Regions from separate parts of the Mus musculus genome. Here region 2 is linked to region 1. A link is a contact called in public HiChIP or PLAC-seq data. All regions are on one chromosome and are shown on one strand. The core of a region is the stretch at or near the end of the contact, and the rest is flanking DNA. Distances in the headings are between cores, read along the strand shown. Region 1 holds the start of Pcgf2 (polycomb group ring finger 2). Region 2 holds the start of Zpbp2 (zona pellucida binding protein 2).

Region 1 (3,867 bases), core at 841-3,340:
CACTACGTGTGGCAATCAACTAGAGGACAGGGTAAGCTACAGACTTGGTGGAAAATAAGCGCTCTTCATGTTCGCTGAGCACACTGGAGAAGGTGGGCAGGAGGAAGATGTGCAAGGGACTCTTTCCATCCGTTCTCTAGACATTTGGCTCAAAGGAAGTCTCTTGTGGACTCCCTCTTCTATGTTTGCAGATCACCTGGCGCTTCAAACATGGAGAAGGGACTTTTCCAGCTTATTGCCCTCGCTGGCCCTGCTCGGTGTCAAAGCCCAGCTTACCTACTGTGCCTAAAACAGTACTTGCCGTTGGCACAGAGAACTTTCGATGTTGGGACAGTTAAGTCAGCGGCTCTCCCGATGAACCACAGGGATTAGCAATATCCCAGCATAGATGATTTATTGGAGTCTTAGTGGGTGGTGGGTCTTCAGTGTGTCCCTACTCTCCAGCGGTTTCCTTGGAACTGGACCTTAATAATTGAGGAGCAAATGGATACCCACCCCAATAAACAAAAGGTAGCCAGGCAGTACCCTTCACGTTGAGCAATTGTGTTTGCTCTAGCAGAGTTCAAGATGCTGGGACACATGGGCCGTGATGACAGTGGGCGTGTCTAACTCGAGACCCCTTTCCACAGTAGCCTGTGAGCTCGTGGTACCCGATGTAGGGATTGGGAAGCAAGTGACCGATCCTCCCGGGGCCTCTTCCGCTCCCACTTGGACCACCCGATCTAAGCGGAAATCTCTTGCCTTTCCTTTACACCGTCATTCGGCTCTGCAGGCTGAGAGCTGAGGCTGGTGGGGTCACTGGGCGGACAGACTTCACAGGGCTCCTGATAAGCGGTCCAGTGTATAAAAGCACTCACTTCGGGACTGCTTTAGGCTTGGAACAAGGAGAGGAGGCAGGCTCGACAAAGATTCGTTCCTTACTCGAGCCAACCCACCAGGCGCTTAAAGGCTTTTCAGGCCGGATAATCGAGCTCTTTGGAGGGACAGTCACAGTGGCCACCCCCCAATAAATCATAAGTAACGAATCAGCGAAATCGAGCGACCTATTGAGGTCCACGGTTCTTGTGGTAACGCAGAATCGATTCGCTTCCTTGGCGCCGTCTCTTCTAGCTCTCCTTCCTACTCTGCCCGGGGCCCGGAGCCGCTGGGGACCGGAGAGCGAGCGCTGGGTGGAGCCGAGGGCGACAGTCGGAGTGGGCTGGCACCAGCCACCTTCGCGCTCGCCGGCCCCTCCGCGGCCGCGAGGGAGGCGCACCGGCGGCGAAAAGGCGCGCGTCCTCTCTCGACTCCTCGCTTCCTATTGCGTCGGGGCCTCTCGAATTCGGCTAGTTATTGTGTCTCTGGCTCGGCGCCCGAGTTCGTGTCTCGGGCTGCTCTCCCCGCCCCGGACTGCGTTCCATTCTTCTCCGCCCGAGCACGCTGAGCGCGCCAGCCTCGGCCACAGCCAAGCCCCGAGGCCACCGTGCGTTTCCCGCGAGGTGCGAGGACCCCGAATCGGTGTGGGGAGGCGGTGAGGTCACGCTCGGGGGGGGATCACACACGCACTTAGGAATCCCAAGGGATTCAGCTGGAGTGAGCGAACCTCACTCGGACGCGTGGCCAGCGGCGCCGCGTCCCCCGCCCAAGCGCCCTTTGGTAGCGGCGACGCACCGGGTGCCGCGAGACACATTTCCGCCCAGTCTGCATCTCACCATTTTCCAAGCTCCCCAGCTAGGGTAGGGATCGCAGAGTCGGTGGAAGTGGGGAGAACACACTTATTTTAGGAGGAGGTGGTGGTTTCATGACTGAAGGTAACACAATAGGACCTTTCCTCCGGGTTCAAGGGATCTGCTTGGATAAGAGGTGGTCTCCTCTTGGTTTGGGGGAAGCCCAGCGCAAGGCGGTGGGGAGCAGCTGAGCTAGCCTCTCCCCCTCCTCTTTCCCTCTCTGCAAACATCCTGAAGGAATGAGGTCACGTGGGTGAGTAGTGGGCGGGACCTACTCTTGTCTGGAGGAAAAAAGCCATTTTGCCCCCCCCCACGGCCCCTCCCCTCCCCTCTGGTCCCCTCCCCTCCCCAAGCTGCTCTTACAAACTCCTTTCTTATCATAGGTTTCTCCCCTCCCGCCGACCGAGCGAGCGACAGGGCTGTGGTCCCCCTCCCCTCCCTTCCCTCCCTCCCTCCCATCCCCCCCTCCCCGAGACCCACCGGACCCCGAAGCCAGGTAAGCGGACGCCGACTCGCGCTTGCCTCCTTGCTACCTCGTAAGCGTCTAGGGCTGGCGACCGGGACCCGTTCACCTTTCCCCGCAGACCCCAATGGGAGCCGGGAGCCCCGGCCTGGCCTGCCGCCCGCGTCCCTTCCCGCCCCGCCAGCCGCTGTCCAAGCTCGCCCGGTCCGCCTTTCTTTCTCTCGTTCCCGGTCTCTCTCTCTTTTTTTTTCCTTTCCTCCCTTCCAAGATGGCCGAAGTGGATTCCCCCTCTTAACGATTTGGAGTCTCCCTCGACCACCTCCTCTTTGTGCAGCAGCCCCCTGCTAAGACCCTGCTTGCGAGGTATCGAGGGGGAGGGTCCGGGCGGCCACGAGGGCTTTGGGGACATACGCTAGGGTGGGTCTCGCCCCCCCCTCCGCCCCCGACCCGAGGATCTCCACAAGCTGGAGCAGACTGTGGCTCGGCCCCTTCGAGTCGGGCAAGGGTCGCCTCCCGAGTGGGCAGTGAGCGTGGTAGACGCGCGAGGACTTGAGGCCCGGAGGAAGGGGACTTGGCTTTCTGGTGGCCGAGGGAGGGCGCCCTAACTCCTGGGGTCGGGATCTTGGGCACCTCCCCCAGAGGTCCCTTTCGTCCCGGTGCGAGGCGCCCCGCCCCCTCCCTGAACCACCTCGGCTGAGCTTTTCCCTACCTCCCTCCCGGGGCCCCACCAAACTTTGGCTCTAGGGAGGGAAGGAGTGGCCACTCGGTCACTGGGGGTGCCTGATCCTTTGACCTAGGCTTCGCGGGGAAGCAAGGGTGGAGGGGAAAGAACGGGAGTGAGGAGAGATTTAGCATGCTCTGTCTTTTCATGAGTGGCCAAGGGGTCTGATGAGCTGGCCCTTCTGCCACAGGAGGCGAAAAGGGAAGCGGCTACTCTTTTCTCCTTGAGCTCTGCCGCTGCTAGCTCTGAAACCCGGGGAACCCTGAGCCTGCAGACGCCCCGCGCCCTTCCTGACTCCCAGGGGCGTCTAGGCAAGCCCCCTACTCTTCCATCCCTCACTTCCCGGGTCTATCCAAAATTGCTGTGGTTGCTTGATCGAGAAGGGTGTGTGTATGTGTAAATTTAAATATGTTTAAGTATGTACAGGTGTTACCTAGAGCTGTCCCTGCGTCTTTGTCTCTCGTAGCCCCCGGCCGAGCTCCCGCCATCCCCCATGTTGCCTCAGTCTCTTTTGGTCTTCCTCTCGCTGAGGGAGGGGCTTCTCTTAGCTGGCTCTCACAGTCTTGGGCCTCCCTCTCTGGACTTCTTGCAGTTGTGCTGTTCCCGAAACTCATGACAACCCCACCCCCACCCCCAACATACACACATCCCTGCTCCAAGGTGTTATTACTGTAATCGGAGGAGCATAAAGCCAGCTCTGTTGTAGCATTTTGGTGGAGAGGTTTTCCCAGGGGTTCCCCTGGTTTGAGGTTGGGGCTTGCACACTTAGAACTGTGTTTGGAATAAGGCAGGAAACAGCCTCCAGGATCCAGTCCGGCTGTCGCGTCGCCTGATCCTGTTCAAGTTGAAGGCTTGGGAGGTGAGCAGGGGAGGGGGAAAGGAACTCCCTGAGTGGTTGATGGAGCTGTTGCCATGGGAATGGAGAGAGGCTGAAGTGGAAGAGGTTACATGTTATACAGGTCAGATGCCTACTGTAG
Region 2 (3,867 bases), core at 853-3,352, 850 kb before region 1:
AAAAATAACTGCCGCAGGGTAACCAGACAGCATAGAGAAAATTTGCTTGAGAGGGAGACTCTGGATTCAGTCCCAAGCACTGGGAAACAAAAGTAACAAAAAATGGTCTCTTTGGTTAGCCCAGGCCACCTTCAAACTTGTAATCCTCCTGCCTCAACATTTTGAGTATTGTGCTCACATGGGCTGTGCAGTCTTTTGCATCTGCTTTTAGTTTTTGCATACGAAGAACTTAAGTCATGGGCCAAGAAAAATTATAATTTGTCGTGTTGAGAAAAGTTAATTGCAGTTAAAATTAAATTTCTTGGGGCTGGAGGGATTGCCCACTGTTTAAGAGCACTTGCTGCTCTTGCAGAGGATCTGGGTTCAATTCCCAGCACCAACAAGGTGGTTTACAACCAGTAGTAATTCCACTTCCAGAGGATCAGATATCCTCTTCTGACCTCTGAGGGCATCGGGCATGTGGTGCACATACACGCATGCAGGCAAAACACTCACATATACAAAAATAAAATACAGCTAATAGAATTTTAAAATTAAATTTGTTCTTTTCAATAATGGCAGTGCTTTTTTAAAAAAACAATGTTCACACCGTTAAAATATATTTAAATTATTTACCTTTTAATGTGTTTTCATTTGGCCCAGTCCATAAATAGGTGGGGTCCACTGTTTCTTTATTGGCACGATCAATATCCATACAAATAAGGACAGGACTAGCCTGATGTAACTTTACATATATTTTTACTGTGACAAAATAAAATTCTGCGTAATTACATTATACAGAGAAATAAAGACACACACACTCCTAGACAATGATACCAGTTAGTTCTTTCAGGATTTCAGTACTTAAAAAGTCTTCGTAACGTGTCCAATGCTAGTTGTCATTTAGAATGAAGTCTTTGCTGCTTCCCCATAGTAAACCTTTAAACTGTACTTTGTCGGTAATATTTTTATTTTGTGACAGTCTAGAAAAATGAAGATCAAGTTCCTTTTAACGTACACATTAATAAATAGCTCCAATAAGGAGCTATGGAATCAATGTTACAGGATGTTAGCTTGACTGACAAACTATTTCAAAACTGAAAACTTGGTATTTCGCGTAAGCTTCCTGTTGTCTTGTGCAGTGTTTACTAGAAAGGTGTACAACAGTGACTCAACTGGATAGATAGTACCTAGTCTCACAAGGTACTTTTTAAGGTCCAATCATTGCCAGGATCAGAATCTCTAAAGTCTATTGTTCAGTTTGGCAGTGTAATGGTGGTGTTGGGAAGAGAAAGGCCTTAAATGTGGAATTGTTCTAGACGGAGTGCAGTGTTATTTCAAATTTGGAGTACTTTTTCCTGAATGTAGGAAAACTACAGAGAGTAGTAACACTGGAGCTGATGTTTGATGCATGAATAGGGCTGGTTAATACAAGAGGGAGAGAAGAGCCTTCCAGAGGGGCGTCCACTCTGCTAAGTGCCTTCACCCATTACAAAGCAGAAGTATTTGAAAGAGAGACGTGGTATCAGAGCGGCAGATCTGTGGTGAACACTGGAATAGAAGACTAGCTTTGAGGGCAATGATGCAAACTTCCCGAACTGCAGAGCACAGACGCCCTCCTGCCTAGCTCCCTTTTCCCTGCCTGAAGAACCTAAGAGGATGCATCCCCAGCTCTTGGGACAAGCCTTGCGTGAGAAGAGGCACGTATTACCTGGGTGCCCTACCGTGCCGTAAACAAAGCCTTTGATATTGAATAAGGAAGAACGTTGCGATCCAACTGCGGAGGAGAGAACACCTCTGGCTTATTATTAGTGTTTGGAGGACACACGGTTCAGGGCGGGGCGGGGCGGAGGCGAAGAAGGAGGGACGGGGGAGGAGCCTGCGGGCCAAGCCCCACCTCCTGCGAGAGACCAGAGCACCGCGTAGAGTAGGGCCCACGCAAGCATCACGGCTCAGGCACTAGTGGCGACGGCTGGGTGCCCTCCTACCTCAGGCCAGGCCCAACGCCTCCCCATCGCTCCTCTACAGAGCGAAGCAAACCGCCAAGGGCATCTTCCCTACCGGTCCCAGGCTATCACGGGGGCGGCTGTGCCCGAGAGCGCCTGCGTGTTCCGGCTTGGCACGAGGGGCGGGGCAAGCGCTCGCAGATGGAGAGCCCCGCCTCCTGGCGCACGCGCAGTTGCGGAGCGCTGCACCCTCCGAGCCTTTCGCACCTCTCCTTGGGTCCCGTGTTCCCGCTCTCTAGCTCTAGTCGGCCTGGTGGTGTGACGAGTAAAGGAAACGAACTCAAGACTTCCTCAGACTAAAGGAACTGATGAGTGAACACAGTGGGTCCTAAGGACGGTGGCGGCGGCTCTGAGCAGCCCAAGGATGCCGTAGTTTGGCGATCAGAAGAAGGGAGATGTTTGTGAGAATTTCCTAAAAGCGAGGGCTCAGCTCTGGAACCCCGAGCTAACGTTGCTAGCGTTGCTGGATCTGTCAAAACGTCACATCCAGTTTTCACCTAGTTGCATTTTTCTGGCATACAAAACCAAGACCTTGAAGAGCCCTCTCCTCTGTGCTTCAGAAGGGTGCCCTCAGACCTTCCCACGTGGAGGAAGGTTAAACCTTTATTTTTTTCAGCTTAGAGTGTGAGATGATGTAAGGGACACCCCCTCATGCAAATTTATTCGGAAGTAACTTTGCTTTAGAGAATGGGTCCCTTCGAAAGGAAGGCGAGAGCGGGTGATCTTTTCCTCAGCTGATGTGAGATAAGTCACTCTCAGGGAGCTCCAAAATAGTCTTTCAAAGTTCTTCTGAACCCTGTGCTGGGGACCAAACCCAGGGCCTTTACTGAATTGAGTCGCTAACCCCATCATGCGTGGTCCCATCTTGACTGCTATTTTAGGTGACCTGAAAGACTTTAGGTGTTGTTTACCTCTTGGCAGTAGAGCACCGCTCTCAGTAGTGGTTTTGAGTAGGTTGGTTAGGGAGAGAGCCCAAGGTTCAGATAGGGTGCAGAATGGTTATTTGGGGTGAGATCAGGAGTTTTCAGTTTTATTTCCTTTGAGCCGAGTCAGTATTTGGACTGTCTCAGATGGTCCAGGAGCAACCTTTGTCAGTAATTTCATTTTTAGTCACTGTTAATTTTATCGATCTAGCACAAGCATGAAATGGGATTCAATGAGTCAGATCCACCCCCTGTCAGTTACTACGTCTAGACTCATGGGTTAGCCTCAACTGTTAAAAATGTGGATGGGTGTTTTGCTTGCATTTCTGTCTGTCTGTGCACCACAGGCATGCACTGCCCACAGAGGCCAAAGAGTGTGTCGCCTCTGGGACTGGAGTTAACAATGGTTGTGAGCAGCCATTTGGATGCTGGGAATCAAACGTGGGTCCTTTAGAAGAGCAGCCAGTGTTCATAACCGCAGAGACACCTCACTTCAGATTTAATCAAAACATTTTCCAAAAGTACAAAGTATTACTAACTTCTCAGTTATTGCACACGATTCTCATAAACTTATGTGTTAAATCTTAACTCTTATAGAAGAGTGTTAGAATAGTCGGGCTGGAGAGATTGCTCAGTGGTTGAGAGTTTATCTGCTTTTCCAGAGGGCTCTAGTTCCAGGATCCAGCTGGGTAGCTTACAACAACACCCTTTTAACTCAGTTCCAGGTGAGCCAGTGCCCTCTTCTGGAAACCATGGATGCCTGCATTCACGTGTATATACCCTCTCCATCCCTCCCATATATACAGAATTAAAAAGAAAACCTTTAGCTGGGTAGTGGTAGCACATACCTTGAATCCCAGCACTCAGGTAGCAGAGGCAGAAGCAGAGGAGGGCAGATCTCCGAGTTTTAGGCCAGCCTGGTCCACAGAGAGAATTCCAGGACAGCCAGGGCTACATAG

What was found. HiChIP or PLAC-seq counts read pairs in DNA pulled down with a chosen protein or histone mark.
Region 2: a FOXA1 HiChIP or PLAC-seq map of pancreatic cancer cells shows a contact between it and region 1. The contact joins the promoter of Zpbp2 here to the promoter of Pcgf2 in region 1. A contact is called at or near these places in 1 of 39 promoter capture datasets (pre-B cells) and 1 of 115 datasets of contacts at active chromatin or transcription factors (pancreatic cancer cells).

What each region holds. Positions count from the first base shown.
Region 1 is chr11:97,697,871-97,701,737 of GRCm38.p6, reverse strand. It overlaps Pcgf2 (polycomb group ring finger 2), which reads left to right and starts at 2,090. Exons shown (of 10, transcript NM_001163308.1): 1 at 2,090-2,202.
Region 2 is chr11:98,549,332-98,553,198 of GRCm38.p6, reverse strand. Zpbp2 (zona pellucida binding protein 2) reads right to left here and starts at 2,102. Exons shown (of 8, transcript NM_027061.2): 1 at 1,877-2,102; 2 at 1,691-1,756; 3 at 616-741. The coding sequence starts at 1,925.